Regions from separate parts of the Zea mays genome. Here regions 2 and 3 are each linked to region 1. A link is a contact called in public Hi-C data. All regions are on one chromosome and are shown on one strand. Each heading gives the region's core, a stretch centred on a gene start, on an enhancer-like site or on the middle of the called end of the contact. The rest is flanking DNA. Distances are from core to core; before and after follow the strand shown. Region 1 holds the start of LOC100383493. Region 2 has its middle 110 kb from the start of LOC103637029. Region 3 holds the start of LOC103637030 (S-type anion channel SLAH3).

Evidence for each region. A called contact is a pair of places that touch in the nucleus more often than the background predicts.
Region 2: a Hi-C map of leaf shows a contact between it and region 1, with 5 times the contacts expected there. The contact joins the enhancer-like site here to the promoter of LOC100383493 in region 1. A contact is called at or near these places in 4 of 25 Hi-C or Micro-C datasets (bundle sheath, ear, leaf and 1 more).
Region 3: a contact with region 1 is called in a Hi-C map of bundle sheath, with 5 times the contacts expected there. The contact joins the promoter of LOC103637030 here to the promoter of LOC100383493 in region 1. A contact is called at or near these places in 3 of 25 Hi-C or Micro-C datasets (bundle sheath, leaf and root tip).

What each region holds. Positions count from the first base shown.
Region 1 is chr8:76,577,301-76,580,000 of Zm-B73-REFERENCE-NAM-5.0, forward strand. It overlaps LOC100383493, which reads right to left and starts at 1,372. Exons shown (of 16, transcript NM_001176141.1): 1 at 1,050-1,372; 2 at 478-617; 3 at 242-330; 4 at 105-140. The coding sequence starts at 1,261.
Region 2 is chr8:76,858,186-76,860,885 of Zm-B73-REFERENCE-NAM-5.0, forward strand. No RefSeq gene overlaps it. Among protein-coding and RNA genes, the nearest start is that of LOC103637029, 110 kb to the right of the region's middle. Within about 2 kb of position 1,331, at least 9 of the 20 cell types and tissues checked have an H3K27ac peak or open chromatin away from gene starts, as enhancers often do. A contact at or near this core is called in bundle sheath and leaf, where this site is marked.
Region 3 is chr8:77,027,792-77,030,491 of Zm-B73-REFERENCE-NAM-5.0, forward strand. It overlaps LOC103637030 (S-type anion channel SLAH3), which reads left to right and starts at 1,292. Exons shown (of 1, transcript XM_008659308.1): 1 at 1,292-2,700. The coding sequence starts at 1,292.

The DNA.
Region 1 (2,700 bases), core at 122-2,621:
CCAGTGTCGCCGGATCTCGTGTTAGAAAAACAAAAGGAGGATCCGAGGAGATGAATCAGCGTTTATTCTTTCCAGCAAAAATGCTCTGGAACTGTGTGACCCACCGTGGCTTTTGTGGAGCCCCCGTATTTGCTCTGGATCTGCAAGAGTCATTCAGCGGCACAGGATTCAGAACACGGCACGGCAAAGCAACCGCAAGGCCAAGAATCACGATGGCAACAGTTCCCAGCTGCTCACTCACCCGAAGAGAGAAGTCGGTGGCGTCCAGAATTAGTAAGCGCGCCTTGAAGTAGTGGGACAGAGCTTTCGCGAGCGACTGCAGGTAGGCCTCTGCAGAGACAGCAGCCAACAAGGTCATCATGCATCAGCGAAACAGGGGGATACAAGTGGCCACAGTACCCTCTGCCCACACGCAAGCAGCGAGCGGGGGTGGTTGTTGTTCTTGCGGCCAGGGACCGGCGGACGACGGAAACGAACCTGTGGGGCCGGAGAGCAGGATGGCGTGGCTGGCGGCGGAGAGGTTCCGGACGTGCTTCAGCAGCTCCGCGTTCTTGAGGTGGACGAAAGCCGCGCTGATGAGCACCTCCCTCGTCTGATCGCTGCAGGCAATCACACCACTACCTCAATCGCTGTCGGTGCTAGTGCCATCGTAGTAATAATGATAACAAACAAACAAACAAAGAAAAAAACTGAAGAAGCCATGTGCTGCGGCCTTTTGTGGATCAAGTAAACCCCTCTTGCTTTTGCTTTTTTCTAGAACACGGCTCCGATCGTGCCTACCTGCCGCAGCCGTACTGCTAGTACGAGCCGCTAGTCCGCAACAGCAGAGGAAACTAGTGGCACTTGTACTCGAGTGGAGTGGGGAAGCCATCTGAACAGATTCATCGAGAAGACAAGGCCTGCAGCAGCGCCGCAGATCGGTGCGTCTCGGGTGATGCGGCTGCGCCAAATCGGATCGCACTACGGAAGCCAGCCAACCGGATCTTCCTCGAACCCTACCCAGGCCGGCCACCAACCGAATCGAACTCGACGGGGTTAGTATGACCTACCTGAGGTAGTAGGGGAACTCGTCGAAGGTGACGTCGCTCTCGGGGCCGTCCAGGACCAGCCGCCGCAGCTCGGCCTCCAACTCCGCGGCGCCGGCTCCGAGACCGTCGCCTCCGTTCGGCGCCGGCTGTACTGCCCACTTGGCCGACGCAAGCCCCAGACCCACGCCGACGCCGACGCCCAGGGCCGACACCAGCAGGCTCCTCTGCTCCATGGCCGTCGTCGGAATTCGAATGCCTGCCCCGATTGATCGCCCGTCGCACGCTCGCTGGCTGTCGTCGGAGAGCGAAGAGGTGGAGCGCCAAGTGGGGTGTGCGCGTTTGTGCGGGTGGGGAAATGAGCCATGGCGGACGGGGGTGGGTGGGTTTATATAGGGAGGCGGCGGGCGGCGGGCTGGCGGGCGGAGTGAGAGAGAGAGAGAGAATAAAGTTTTTTATTTTGCGGGTCTCGTGGAAAGCAACTTTTTTGCAGGTTGCTGAGTTGGTGCTGTTTCAGCGCAACGCTGGCTACTTGTTGCGTACCGCTTTTTATTTATTTCCATATTCATTTATTTCTACCATTTCATCATTTTTTATTTGATTCTAGGAGAGTTGCCCACATCCATCCTAGATGGAGCACACCTTGTCAACATTGCTTTGGTACGTCAACTTTTGGAGGCTCCCTTGAGTAGGCTTTTTTTATCAGTTTAGGGAGTGTTTGGTTACTAGGGACTAATTTTTAGTGCCTCCATTTTATTCCACTTTGATCTATAAATTGCAAAATACGGAAACTATAACTCTATTTTAGTTTCCGTATTTGACAATTTAGGGTCTAAAGTGGAATAAAATGGAGGGACTAAAAATTAGTCCCACTAACCAAACACCCTATTAGTCATTAGTGGTATTGTAATGGGCATATGCGACGATAAAACAACACGATTTCCGGTTTATCGTGGGTTTTCTAGAGATAAATGGCTCGCTCCTATGGTCACTTTGGCAGTGAGCTAGCTCTCTAGCTTCGGCTTTGATGTTGTAATGATATCAGAAGCAAGCGCTTATAGTGGCCATCAACGAGTAGAGGAATATCTCGACATGGGCGTATACCACAACTTCAAGTGTTCCTAACTACCGTGGCTATCAGTGTCGTTATCAATTCGAAGAATTGCGACGTAGGGTGATCCTCTCTTCTCCTAGAGCAACCGATGAGCAAGCAAGTATCCTCGTGGTTTTCCTGCAACCCTCGACTATAGAAGGATGCATGCGAAAGCATTATGAGTTACTCCCACTTCGAATTTTTTGGGTGGAGTAGCTGATGACTACAAGTGTGGAGATTCAAACTATGCTACATCCCTGTTGTTGTGGGATGTTAGTGGTAGTTTACTAGTCCGCAATCTAGTATATGCAAAGTGTCAGTTGAGTGATTGCTTGTCTACTCAAATTCACCTAAAGTTTCTCATGCACAAGCACATTTGTCTTCTTTGTTGTACTAGTTCACAATCAGATATGGGTATGCCCCTACTATCCTCCTTGACGAGTCCTTGTAATTGTGCATCTAGTAATACATGTTCGACTTGGTTTGAGTCGATTCTCTACTTAATTGTGCATTTTCTTGTATGTTTTACGAGTATTTAGACCCAATGGGTCCACTATCAACAAGTGTGGTGTATAGTTGGAT
Region 2 (2,700 bases), core at 81-2,580, 280 kb after region 1:
TGTCAGTGGCCGCCAAAAATAACCTTATTTTCGGTGGCTGTGTCAGTGGCCACCGAAAATACGGTTATTTTTTGCGGCTATGTCAATGGCCGCCGAAAATAACCTTATTTTCGGCGGCCAAGCTTTGCTGCCGAAAATAACTTTGGCCGCCGAAAATAACCTTATTTTCGGCGGCCAAGCTTTGCTGCCGAAAATAACTTTGACCGCCGAAAATCATGCACAGTGTTGTTGTGGTTCGAATATCACCAGCCACAAAACACGTTAATTAATTTTTAAAAATGGTGAAAACGATAGGGCGATGGGTAGCGCAATGGCAATTGTTGATGGTTATTTCCATAATTCAAAAATGGTGTTATCTTTTTGTTCTTTACGATTCTTAAGTTGTCGAGTGCCCGAAATTTTTTGTCAAAGAACACTTTTACCGATAAAATATTTGTCGAGTTTAACACTCGGCAAAAGTCTTTAACGAGTGGAAAAAAAACTTTGCCAAGTGTTTAAGACATTTGACAAAGGAAATCAAATCCGGTAGTGCTTCATTCACGATTCCATATATACACTATAGCTATGTCCGGAATAAAATGCTGGTCCATTGTATTCAGCTAAACTATCTAAAATTTACTAAAATCATGTAAGTTTGATCGGCAGAAATACTACTGTAACATGTGTAGCCATCCATTTATATAAGCATCTGTCTCTGTCCGTGAAAGGATTTAGGTTGCTATATTATTTCGTAAAACAGAATGTATTATTTGGTATACTATTCATAGAACATATAAGCTCATTTATATATCCATATATTAAACTAGTCTACTGGTCCTAATTTTTTCTACGGTTTAGGCTTAGAAAATTAAGTATTTTTTTTCTGATGTAAATCAACCATATATGCAACTTAAACATGTAAGGGCTAATTTGGAGACTTCAATCCCATGCTCCGCCAAACTGGCTCTAAATCGCTTTCCAAATACTTAATTTGAGATCATATATACGTTCAACTACATGCTTTCTAAAAATACTAGTAAAGGACATGGCCTTTGAAAGCGGAGGGAGTGTACAGCATACGACAAGAGATTAGCAGCAGCATGAATGCATGAAGCAAGAAGATTAAGGAATCCAATTCGGGAAATCACTACAGCCGGCCGTTGCACTTTCCACTCGTCGGTTCGTTCCTTTGTTGAAGAAGAAACCCTATGCATGCCGGCCGGGTCGCCATCGCTGTTGACTGCCATCGACCGATCAACAAGCGAGGCAAGACGTGCTGAAGCAACAACGGAGCAGAGACTAGGAAATCATAGGACCAGACGACCAGTAGACCGAGCAGTCGTCGTCGTCTGGGCCCCCTGTGTATATGGATGGCGATGGAAGAAGCACGACGATGGATCCAGCAACATGCGTGCCAATCCTGCAATCCATGCCATACGCAAATTAAAGCTGGACGTGGTACTTGGTACACTTGAAAGCTACTGGTGTGGTTGAATTCTATCGTTTTCAGTTTTCTAACCGCCGGCCGGCACATTCAATTCTATCATCTGCATGCATGATCGAGGAAGCAGCAGCTAGTAGCACATCAGAATTATTGGATGGACGACTGATGGGTGCAAAATGACCTCCCGCACCGCAGCTGCGCAGGAAGCCGCGGCCGTCCGACCCGTTCGTTCGAGGTGCGGTCTGCAACGAAGGAAGGAATAGCCTTAAGCCTTGTTCGTTTGTGTCGGATTGGTGGGTCGGAACGATTCCGAGCCGGATTGCTTCTCTAATTTATATAAATTTTGATTAGCCGGAATGATTCCGGGTGCAATCCGATGTAAACGAACAAGGCCTTAGCCCGGGCCGGTCGTTAACGTACGGCGACCGCGAGACAACAATGTACATGGAACGAAGATCCACCAGTCCAGTCCAGGTCAGGAGGAGTAGCCGCAGCCGGCACAGTCAGTCAGTCATGGCATGCTAGCTAGGCTCTCTTCCAGTTCCAGGCAGCAAGCCACCGTACCGCGTGCGTTTCGTGAACTGACGTTGCTTGACGACCACGTACACAGATGCACGCATGCATTCTAGTAGATGCACGCATGGTTGCTTTATTTGGTATCCGTATCCAGCTGCTCCATCCCCCATCGAGATTGAGTTCAGACACTCAGAACAGACGAACAAATCCTTAATCCGTCTTATTAAAACAGCAAGTAGTACTGTAGCTTCAGAGACAATGCATATGCATGCATGTCCTCGTTGAGATCATATATCCTCCGTCGCCTCCCCTGAAACTCCCTCATCTGAGTTCAAATCACCTTCTTCTATGAACTGTGCCCGTGCCGGTCCAAAAACACCGACACATATTCTCAGCACTAGCTATGACTGTTGCGCTGATCAGCCACAGATCGAGGAGGAGGCGATCGTGATTAACTACATCCTCTCTCCATCGACACGTGACGACTACATTGGATCGCTACTCCAACTCTTCTTCTGTTGCACTTGTATGTGTAGCGGTAACGATGCATGGCTTCTTCCTTGCAAATTTCCTGAATGTATATCTTGTTGTGCGTGTTAGCTAGGAACTCACATACTACATACATGCATGTGTCTAATATTTGGTCCTTTTGTTATTTTGTGGTAGTAAGTCTTCCGCCTACCTAGAATTTGAAGTGCCGTGGTAATAATAAGTCAGATTTGTATCGCGCGTTTCCAAATCCAGATAGTTATTTGGAGCGC
Region 3 (2,700 bases), core at 42-2,541, 450 kb after region 1:
GGATTACCCAGTAAATACCCGAATATTCGGGTCAGATACGGGTACCCGAAATTCGGGTACCCATTTTTTCTTTTTCTGCATAATATAGTTATAAAATTATAACTTTATATATGAAATCGGATGAAGATAAAGTTTATATGAAAATTATAGAGCTCGAAGAGATCTCTAACTTTGTAGTACATCATTTTTTGTTTAAACACATCTTTAGGCCAAAATTATTAAAATAATGTCCAAATTTATATCAAATTAATAGACTTTGTCATTTTTATGTGGGGGGCTTAAGGTTATCTTCATGTGAGTTACTTGTGAAATCACTGTAATTATTCAAGTTTCAACATCATCAATACTTTACTTTATCATTTTCATATGAGAACTTTAGTTATATTCGTATAAATATTTATTAGTTTTTGTAACTTATTTGCAATTTTTGACTGAAACTTAAATATTTTATAATTTTTTAATATTGTGGTGTTGGTTCCATAATGTTCTTGTGATTAGTAACTTTGAAGTGCATGACGTCAATTTTATCGGTTTCTTTCCTACATTTGATCTATCATATACATGATTATGTATTGCTTAATTTATGTGTTTGTTGGATGGTTGGATAATTAATATCATCGGGACAAACTACCCGACAACTATCTGATACCTACCCGTGTAGTATTCGATATTTGTTTCTTATCCGCCCGAATTATTACTCGGTCTCGTCCTGTATCCATCCTAAATCTTAACTACCCGTATTCGGTCCTATATCTGAGAGAAATACATTAAGTTAGAATACGAGATAACCCTATATTCGACTATATCCGTCCCGTTTTCATCTCTGGCTGCGGGCTACACGCCAACTTAGACGACGTTTTAAACTATCATTGTTCGAGACCATTACCTCGTTTTATATAAGCAAATGCAAATCCCCATCGATGAGCTCGAGAAAATTTCTAGTAGTATTTGTTAACCGTACGTTTTTTATCTGAGATGGCGGCGCTGCCGCTGCGTGCCCTCACCTTTTGACTGTGCATGCGTGCTCTTCTCCTCCGCGTCTGCCTCTCTGTTCTTGTGTCAACTCTTTTCTACTTCACCCTTAGCTTTACCGGCTCGCCGTCGCCGTCCCTCCCGAAAAAAATTCACCTGCAGGAACATACTATAAATACATGCATTGCATCGTCGCGCTACATTGAAGTTGAAGGAGTGAGGAGCGCTTCTGATCGGAGCGAGGCTTCGTTCACGGCCCAAAGTAATTCTCCTCTCTAAGCGTAGCGTCAGCTTCATTGCCTGGCCAGCACACCCCAAAATGGCAGCACCTGACGGCGATCGCCTTCGCTCGACGGTGGCGGAGCCGCCGTACTCCATTTCGATCAGGAGCGAGGAGCCGCCGCGGCAGCAGCAGCAGGGCACGCTGGCGCGCAGCGACAGCGGCAGCACGGGGGAGCGGGACCGGCGGTTCGACCAGTTCAAAACCTTCGGCGGGCGCCTGGAGCGGCAGCTGTCCAGCATCCGCGGGGGCGCGCAGACGCACCCGCACCCTGCAGCCGCCGACGTCGGCGGCGGCGAGGCTAGGGACTCCGAGGCAGACACCGACGACGACGGCGAGCTCCCCACGGCCGACCGGTACTTCGCGGCCCTGGAAGGCCCCGAGCTTGAGACGCTCCGGCCGACGGAGGTGCCCGTGCTCCCCGAGGACGAGGCGTGGCCGTTCCTGCTGCGGTTCCCGATCAGCGCGTTCGGGATGTGCATGGGCGTGAGCAGCCAGGCGATGATGTGGAAGACGCTGGAGCAGGAGCCGTCCACGGCGTTCCTCCGAGTGAGCCCCGGCGTGAACGACGCGCTCTGGTGGCTCTCCGTCGCGCTCATGGTGGTCGTCTCCGCCACCTACGTCCTCAAGGCCGTCTTCTACCTGGAGGCGGTGCGGCGCGAGTTCCACCACCCGATCCGCGTCAACTTCTTCTTCGCGCCGTGGATCGCCTGCCTCTTTCTCGCCAAGGGCCTGCCGGAGCCGGTCACGGCGGTCCACCACGTTGTGTGGTACGCCCTCATGGCGCCCATCCTGTTCCTGGACATCAAGATATACGGCCAGTGGATGTCCGGCGGCGAGTGGCGGCTGTCCCGCGTGGCCAGCCCCACGAGCCACCTGGCCGTGGTGGGCAACTTCGTCGGCGCGCTGCTCGGCGCACGGATGGGCCTCCGCGAGCCGGCTCTGTTCTTCTTCGCCGTCGGGGCGGTGCACTACGTGGTGCTGTTCGTGACGCTGTACCAGCGGCTCCCCACCAACGTGCCGCTGCCTCGGGAGCTCCACCCGGTGTTCTTCCTTTTCGTGGCGACGCCGAGCGTGGCCTCCGTGGCGTGGGCCAGGATCAGCGGCGAGTTCGGCCTCGGCGCCAGGGTCGCCTACTACGTCTCGCTCTTCCTCTACGCGTCGCTGGTGGCGCGCGTCAGCTTCTTCTTCCGGGGCGTCCGCTTCTCGCTCGCGTGGTGGGCGTACACTTTCCCTGTGACGAGCGCGGCCATCGCCACCACGGTGTACGCGTCGGCGGTCACCAACGCGCTCACCCAGGCTCTGGCAGTCGGGCTGTCGGCGGTCGCGTCCGTCACCGTCGCAGGCGTGCTGGCCACCACCGTGTACCACGCGTTCGTGCGCTGGGACCTGTTCCCGAACGACGTGTCCATCGCCATCCGCCGGCGGCCCAGGGCCAAGTTCGGAAA